2 separate regions of the Mus musculus genome follow, and region 2 is linked to region 1. Evidence: chromatin contacts called from public HiChIP or PLAC-seq data. All regions are on one chromosome and are shown on one strand. Each heading gives the region's core, a stretch centred on a gene start, on an enhancer-like site or on the middle of the called end of the contact. The rest is flanking DNA. Distances are from core to core; before and after follow the strand shown. Region 1 overlaps Gm33248 (a long non-coding RNA gene). Region 2 has its middle 10 kb from the start of Gm39095.

What was found. HiChIP or PLAC-seq counts read pairs in DNA pulled down with a chosen protein or histone mark.
Region 2: an H3K27ac HiChIP or PLAC-seq map of large pre-B cells shows a contact between it and region 1, with 2.5 times the contacts expected there. The contact joins two enhancer-like sites. A contact is called at or near these places in 3 of 484 Hi-C or Micro-C datasets (cortical neurons, nephron progenitors and uterus) and 2 of 115 datasets of contacts at active chromatin or transcription factors (embryonic stem cells and large pre-B cells).

Annotation. Positions count from the first base shown.
Region 1 is chr7:129,688,292-129,692,229 of GRCm38.p6, reverse strand. All of the region lies in intron 2 of Gm33248 (a long non-coding RNA gene), which reads right to left. Among named protein-coding and RNA genes, the nearest start is that of Gm33248, 23 kb to the right of the region's middle. Within about 2 kb of position 1,934, at least 40 of the 459 cell types and tissues checked have an H3K27ac peak or open chromatin away from gene starts, as enhancers often do.
Region 2 is chr7:129,798,405-129,802,342 of GRCm38.p6, reverse strand. No RefSeq gene overlaps it. Among named protein-coding and RNA genes, the nearest start is that of Gm39095, 10 kb to the left of the region's middle. Within about 2 kb of position 1,807, at least 50 of the 459 cell types and tissues checked have an H3K27ac peak or open chromatin away from gene starts, as enhancers often do.

The DNA of each region.
Region 1 (3,938 bases), core at 685-3,184:
TGTTGCTGAGGAAGTCAAAGTGAACTGGAAAAGGCATTGAAGGCTCCACACAAACACAGGCAGGGAGCAAGGGCTCTGTCTTTCCCCATCCCTTGTTCGGAACAGGATCCCAGTCACGGGCTGCTCCCCTCTCAAGTGGAAGAAAGTCAGTCAGCAGTCCCATTGACTGCCTTGGCTCTGGCAGCCAGGCTCTGAAACCACCCACAAAGATGATGTTTCAGTACTTTGACGGGCATGCCTGTGCTGAGCACAGAAGGTTTGCATTTTCCTTGGGACAGTTGGAGAGACAGGAAGTGGGAGGCACTGGGAGGCAGAAGGAGGGTCCCAAGCCAGGGCCAGCAGGAGAGCCTGAAGGATGCCAGAAAGCCTGTAATGGATGCTCAAGTGACCAGAGAAGGACAAGGGGAGCCTGTTTAAGACCCAGGTCCTTGGCATTTTGCTCAGAGTGCTCAGTTAAAAAGGGTGTAAGGCACTGAGGCTGGGAGGTGGCTCGGGAGTCTAAGCAGTGATGTGTGACTCCATGGTTGTACCTCACACAAGGGAGTCGCATTACAAATTCCTGAAAGGGGCCAGCCTCAGGCTGTGAGTTCTTCTCTGAGTAGACTCCTAGGCTCTGCAGGCAATGCTAGTAACTGTCCCTGGCCTGCGTTCCTAATTCCCTTTTGTCCCCTGTCTCTGGATCGTCATCATTCTTGGGATCCTTCTGGGCATGGCTGGGGTCCACATGGACACCAACAGCAGTGGGGCAAAGCATTGGGATAGAAGTGACCATCCTCTCCTCCCCACAACCAGAACAATACCCCAAGATCTCTCTTGACTCCCAAGAACCCTGGCTTCGCTCTGCCATCTCCTGGAGCTCCTTTGTCCCTCTTTATCCCTCAGTATCGGGTCAAGAAGACCTGGCTCCATTCACCACAAGTTATAAAAAAGAAGTCAGAGACTCCCCTGAAAGCAGAGTAACATCCCCCCGCCCCCCACACACACATACAGAGGATGCCCATAGTAGTCATCAAAGCCTACCACACAAACTTTATTGCCGACGAGTCAGTAAGGTCTCCTGGTCCCCCCTGCAGTCCAACACTGCCCTTTGGTGTTTGTCTTGTCCTAAAATAAAGTGCATGTGCCTTTGTCACCAGACCACATGAAAAAACAGGAACTACTGTCCTTCGTCTCCCAGACCCTGGGCTGAGCCTCAGGCGAGGGCATGGTTAGTACTTAAAAGCTAGATATGAATGGACACTAACCCAGTAGACAGCTGGCTCTGGGAAGTCATTCTGAAGTGATCCCTGGGCCAGCTTCACTGCTGACCTTCTTCAGATAAGAAGGTGCCCTCTGAATTCTACCGGCCCACCTCTTTGCTCACCCCCGCTCTGGGGCTGAGAATCGGTGGTCCTCTATCTGAGAGAAGCCCACAGACAGGCTCTCTCTGTGTGTTTGGAGTGCCCCGGGACTAGACCAAGGTGCTTGCTACCTCCCTCCTTCCAGCCCTCTTTCAAAGCCCCCTTTGCACTGCTAAGTCGTCCTGAAGGTCCAGCCGGCTTCTCCTCTGGTTTGCTTCACATCCCCTGCCTTCCTGTGTCCCCAAACTAAGTGGTCAGGACAGCCCTTGTCTTGACTCAGAGGATGGCTCCTCCTGCAGCTCTTTCCTTCTGACACTTGGTAAGTGCCCTTGCATGGTCTCTTTGAAGTACATTCACTGTGGTTTGACACAAACCAGACACTGGGCTGCGGGCGAACTTGTCCTTCTCTCGCCAACCCTGGGGGGCGAATGCTAACATTTCTCCAGCTTTAGAGTTGAGAAATAGAGGCTCTGAGAGGGAACAGGACTTGCCGGAAGTCTTCTGACTGAGAAGGGCAGTGCTGGGACCAGGCTGGAGATATGCCTGGGATCCAGATCTGCCAGGAACAACTGCCTCACTGCACTGCAGGCCTCAATGCCACCTGCTGAGTCTCCTGGGAGCTCAGGCTCAGAGCCTACTCCGTTGAAGGAAGACATGGGTGGTAGCCCAGAACTTCCCATGGATCAGTGCTAGCCAAAAGCATGACCAGGCTTATTCCTGGCTTCAGGGTAGAGGTTGAAACATAATTTTAGTGTAAATCCTATACCTACTACCACTGGAGAATGTATGGAGATACACTGGGAGGTTCCTAGGCCCCATAAGAAAGGAGTATATAAAATCTGATGGTCAGTAGAGGGAAAGAAAGCATAGTCCCTCTGCCGATAGTACCCTCATCTGCCTCTGCTTGGTTGAGTTCCCAATCCATTCAGATATCTCTTCCTTCAGGAAGCCCCTCCTGGTTTAATCTTTGTCTTCTAGATGGGTTGGATGCTACCCTCTTATTTTGCCTATGCATTATCTTCTTGGTACTTAACACAGTGCATCTGGTTGATCTGTAAGTCCCCACCTGCTCTGTCTTTGAGTCCATGATGCCCAGCCTAGGACTAGGAAAGCTGGTATCAGGAGGTTTATTGAACTGTATGGGGTGGGGATGGGAGAATGGAGACCAGACATGGAGGAGGGAGAAGGCCAGAGATGGGAGTGATGGTGGGTTTGCTGGAGCTTGAGGCCCCCCACAGGCGCAAGGTGGCATGTGTCTCTGGAAAGGTGGCTTGTCTCCATGACAGTCCTCATAGCTGTGAGTGCTGAGCTTGTGGGAACTCTTGCTTTTCCTGCATTGCTCAAATGGCATCCAGATCCAAAGGCCCCAAGAAACTGCGGTGCAGACACAGGCGCCCTCAATGTTGCTTAAAGCTGAGCAGAGGGAGAAGAATCCTAATCCTGGTGGCAAAGGGAGCCTTTGTGCACAGAAGAGGTAAACACAACCCAATACTGCAGTCATGGCTGAGCTGTGGGCTCTAGCTCCTCATTTCTTGTCCCCAAGGCTTTGAGCTGTCAAGCATGCACTGATCAGGCCTGCTCAGGGGACAAAGAGGAGCCCCCGACTCTTTGTAAGGATGAATCATGAGTGTTAGTGAAGTCTGGGGTTAACACTAAGTCCTCCAAGCCTGGGAGGTGGCAGCCATCATGTGGAGCTGGAGAATGAATAAGTCTCTGAGTGCCAAGAAGTGATGGCTCTGCCCAAGCCAGAGCAAGAGATACTGGCCTAGAAATGGCCGCTACTGGGGAAGGTTATGTCCTTGTCAGTAGGGAGTCAGGAAATCAGTTGTCTCAAGAACTAGTCAAAGGGAAAGGACACAGAACCAGCCTGAAGTTAGCAATCTCCCTACAGCCAGTGCACCTGTGTGCACTTAGAACTTGTGGCTATACTCATGGTAGGTAGGGTATTGGCCACCAAAAATATCTGCATCCCCACCATGAAACCTGTGGCTATGTCACCTTAAGTTACATGGGATATTGTGCAAACAGGAATGGTATGGGGAGGATACCAGATTGCCCAGGTTGGCCAACTTAATCTCTTGTGCCACTAAAATCTTGCCCATTGGTAGACTGAGAACATGTGACAACTGAAGTTGTTGGCTTTGAGGATGGAAGAAGGGCCTGGCATGGATTGGGGTTTGGCCAGCTACACCTCCAAAGCAGGCCGTGGCCTCCCCTTGCCCAAGAAGCATGAGCCTTTTCCTGACACCCAGGCCTCAGCATCCTCCTGGATTTCCCATAATTCTTGCTATGTACCAGCCAGAGCTGCCACACCCCAGGTCTCCACCCATGCTGTTCTTTACCTTATCCATCTGTATTGATCCAGTTTCCATGGCCTGTAATGCACTCTACAGATTCTCAGGACCTGTGCACCCATAACACCACGTGGTCCTATGGCTAAAAGCCCTTCTCTGGGGTCTCCTGCTGCCTGACTTTGCCTGGAATGTGAAGGCTCCACTTGATCTTGCCATTTGCTTGTTGCTCTCTTTGTCCTACTTCCTCTGGTTGGTGTGAACTGCTCTAGAACAGGTGTGAACTGTTTTAGAACAGGTGTGAACT
Region 2 (3,938 bases), core at 558-3,057, 110 kb before region 1:
ATGATTGACGGATTGCCCCGCTCTTCTGCTGAGGTCATTTTGTAGTCTTGATCATAGCCAAAAGCTGAGCTGTACATTTGGAATCTGATTTGAAAGAGCTTTTAAGAATAACAGAAGAGGTTCATTTAGATTTTTTTTTTGGTAGGTAGCATAATTACCCTTAAACCCTATGGATAAGGTGATAAAAGACAAAGTGCCAAGGTGCTGAAAATCCCAAAAGACTTTTTTTCTGGCCAGCTGCATATCAGTCTATCCTCCCTCATCACCCCCCCTCCCCCATAGTTCAGACCCTATAGTGGAATTAACTAGGTCAGGTCATGAGCACATGACTCTGCTACAGTAATGGCTATATCACAAGGTACTTATCCCCAAGGTAAAAACAGACCTGGGGGGTATCTTCGGATTTAGAAGCACAGGCTTGTGTGACATTTGCATATGGCCCACACACTCCCCTGTTTCTCCGCCAACACTGGAGCAGAATACAGTTAAAGGGAAGATAAGCCCCTGGCCAGCTGAATGGAAAACATGTAATAAAATGACTATCTAGCCACTAAACCCAGATCTCTTTTCACCAACTCCGAGCCACCTCTGACATGACCAGGGCTCCTTGGGGAAATGCCTTGGCCCTGTACCAAGTAAGGAAAGTATGCCAGTGAAGTTCAATTGTGAGACTCATTGAATGGAGCTCTTTGTAGAAAAAAAGGAGGGAGGGGGGATGTTGTTGGACCTTGGCTGTTGGCTCAGTGCCTTGAAAATCCCTTACTCCTCTCTTGCAAATTAATCCACCCAGGCTACAGCATCCTCAGGCCACTGTGAGCACAGCTCTCTGGCTCGCTGGTCCTCAGGAGGACCCAGGTTCTTCTACAAGGACCTCCCACTTGGCTCTGCCTCTTAAAAAATGTCACCATCTCTTACATAGCTACGCTAGGAACCAAGCACCGAATACATAGATCTTAGCACCAAATGTGAGCCATGCCATGGCAACCAGGGAGCTTCACCAGAGAGTAGAGCCCTCGCAAGATGAACTGCAGCACCCGAGAGCAAAGTTCCTGGTTTACCAAAAGTACCCTAGAGGACCAAGGAGATGTTTCAGAGGGTAGGGGTGCTCTGAGCCAAGCCCAAAGACCTGAGTTTAATGCCTGGGATGCCCACATGGTGGAAGGAGAGAACCAACTTCTGCAAGTTGGCCTCTAACCTCCACATGCGTGCGCACTCAAGGAGGAAGATGGGGAGAAAATATAATCTTAAAACAAACAAACAAACAAACAAACAAACAGCCCTACCATAGAGACTGTGTAAGAAAGGTACTGTGTTAGAGTCCATCCAGCATTTGTGAATCTTAGTCTTACACTAGTTTCTCCATCTTTAGTACCAGGGCTGATCACTGCTGATTCTGTTGTGCTATAGTAAGCAAGGTTAAGGGAACAGATCATTGGAGTACACCCCCTTCCAGTTGACACTGGCTCTGGAATGGAGGGAGTCCCTGGGACATTTTCTTCCCCTACCCCACACAGCTTCACCCCTGACACCCACAATGCTGGCCAAAAACTGAAAGTATGTGTGATGTTAGTCCAGTATAAACCAACCAGGATGCTTTGGGATGGCGGGGAGCCTGTTTCAATCATCCCCATGCTGTGTATAGCTGGTGCCTAGGGTGTCTGCTAGTTTCTATAAACGTTTGTCAAATAAAATAAAAATATTTAGGGAGAGATGACAAGAGAAAGCAGAGCGGCCACAGCAGAGGTTCGGAGATATATGAGCTGAGGATTACAGACTGAGGGAGGGAGGCAGTGAACCCACCCAGCTGAGAACAATCACACACAACTTCCGGGAGGACGGGGGTTTGGGGGAATGCCTTAAACAGGAAGGTGGAAACCAAAAGCCATAAAGACAAAGCACAAGAAAAAAAAATTAAGCAGGTGTGCCCCTGAACTTGTGGGTCAAACACGTTTAATATGGAAAAGCTGAAAAATAATCAACCTCCAAATTGAATTAAACTAAAATTAAAAAAAAATTTTTTTTCTAGAATTTTCAGCCCTTATTTATAGTTCTGTCTTTTTCCTGACTTATTGCTTCTAGCTTGGTAGTTTCTTCTCAGGCTTCTTTTCTAGAATTTCCACTTGTTATCTCTTTAGGCAGCAGCTGAGGAGGGTCACATGGCATAGGTCCTAGAACTGGCAGCCCAGTGGCTACTTCCACAATATGTGAGTTAAATGTGCGTATGTATGGGGAGGGGGAGATGGTTCATAACATATGAGGCTTGGGCTAGCAAGGGAACTCAGATAGCAAGGTGCCTGCTGCTAACCCTGACAACCTGAGTTTGATCCCTGGAGCCTGCATGATGAGAAGAGAGAGAGAACTGACTCCTGCAAATTGTCTTTGACTTCCGTACACACCCCACAGCATGTGCCTACTCACCTCCCTACCACGATAAAAAGTGAATGTTAGAAAAATAGCATCTTAAGCAAAAATAAAGTGAATATATATATTGTTTCAGATGGCTTATTTCATTTATTTATTATATATGTCTGTGAGTGGGCACACATTTGTGTCTTGGGGTGTGTGAGGTCATTAGAGGTCAAACTTGTGGACGTGGTTCCTCTCCTTTCACCAGGTAGGTTCCAGGGCTCTAATTCTGGTCATCAGGCTTGGCCGCAAGCTCCTCTACTCTCCAATGCTGTCCCCCAGATGCACACTTGTAAGAAAAAACTATTTCTTTCAAAAGGGAGAATATCCTGATTAGTGTTGTGAGTTTGGGAAGATGGAGTAACGTCTTCCCTGAAGATTGTTTTGCTATTAGATGGGTTCATGGTGGGAGGTGCCACAGGGCTCTGCACATTTCTCAGGGTTGTAATGACAGAGCCGATGCCATAATCAACAACACACTTCCGACATTACTATGCAAATCACACCTCCGCTAAATTAATAGCTGTCATTTGTTATATTTCCTGGTTTCTCTTAGCCCTTTCATTTTGGTTACAGAGATTAAGAATAAAGGCATATTTCTTTTATCAGTCAACTTTTGGCAGTGTATATCTCCCCCCCCCCTCCGCTGCCTTTTGCCAAGCTCTGGTTCACTGACACCGACTTAACGGAAAGAAAGGATAGTGCTATTAAAAAATAATTATGGTCTTAAAATAGCAGGCAAACTCCTTACCACCACAGTTGTATTCAGAACGGGTTATGATTAGACCCCAAGTACAACTGTAAATGATCTTTGTTCTATTGTTCAGGGGCAGAGGGAGGGGCATGCAATGACTCTGGATGGTATTTTTTCCATTTAGAAATTATTTTTGGCTAGAGACATCATCTAAAGATAATGTTTCTGCGTCATGGTTCTGGTAAGCTACTTCAATGGCTTGCCATGTTTCCCAAGATGAAGGAGAAGAGTGAGTCAGATGTCAGAACCAAGAGTCTTTTCCTTTTCAGTAGTGGTCCCTTTTCTTGGTGATCCCAGTGTGCAATTTTTTTTTGCGAGGAGTCCAATTTCCCTTTCTCCTTGTCATTGTAAGAAATTTCTATTAAGGAGTTACAACTCAGTTTGCTTTTGTGTGCGTGAGTGAATGTGTACGTGATCTTGAGACTATGGTTGAGTGACTTTTGTAACCGAAGAGTTCCAGTCACACAGGATGAAACTAACCACTGATTTTCATATCTTCATCGAGTGTGAGGCCCTTGGATGGGTGTTTACATGCACTGAGTCCAATCCAAACTCTGCTTACACTTCTTATGGAGGAATGGAAGCTAGGCAGAGTGGACTATCTCCATGTCCTTTGCAATGATTTATTTTGCATCTTCTCTGGCTCCTAAGATAAAGTCCAGTTCCAACAAAGAACCCCAGGTCTGTAACACAAGCCCCAATTCCACAATCAGAAAGCATAAGACCCAAGAGGACTACTCTAAAGACTGGGGGGAAAAACAAAAAAACAATGTCCCAG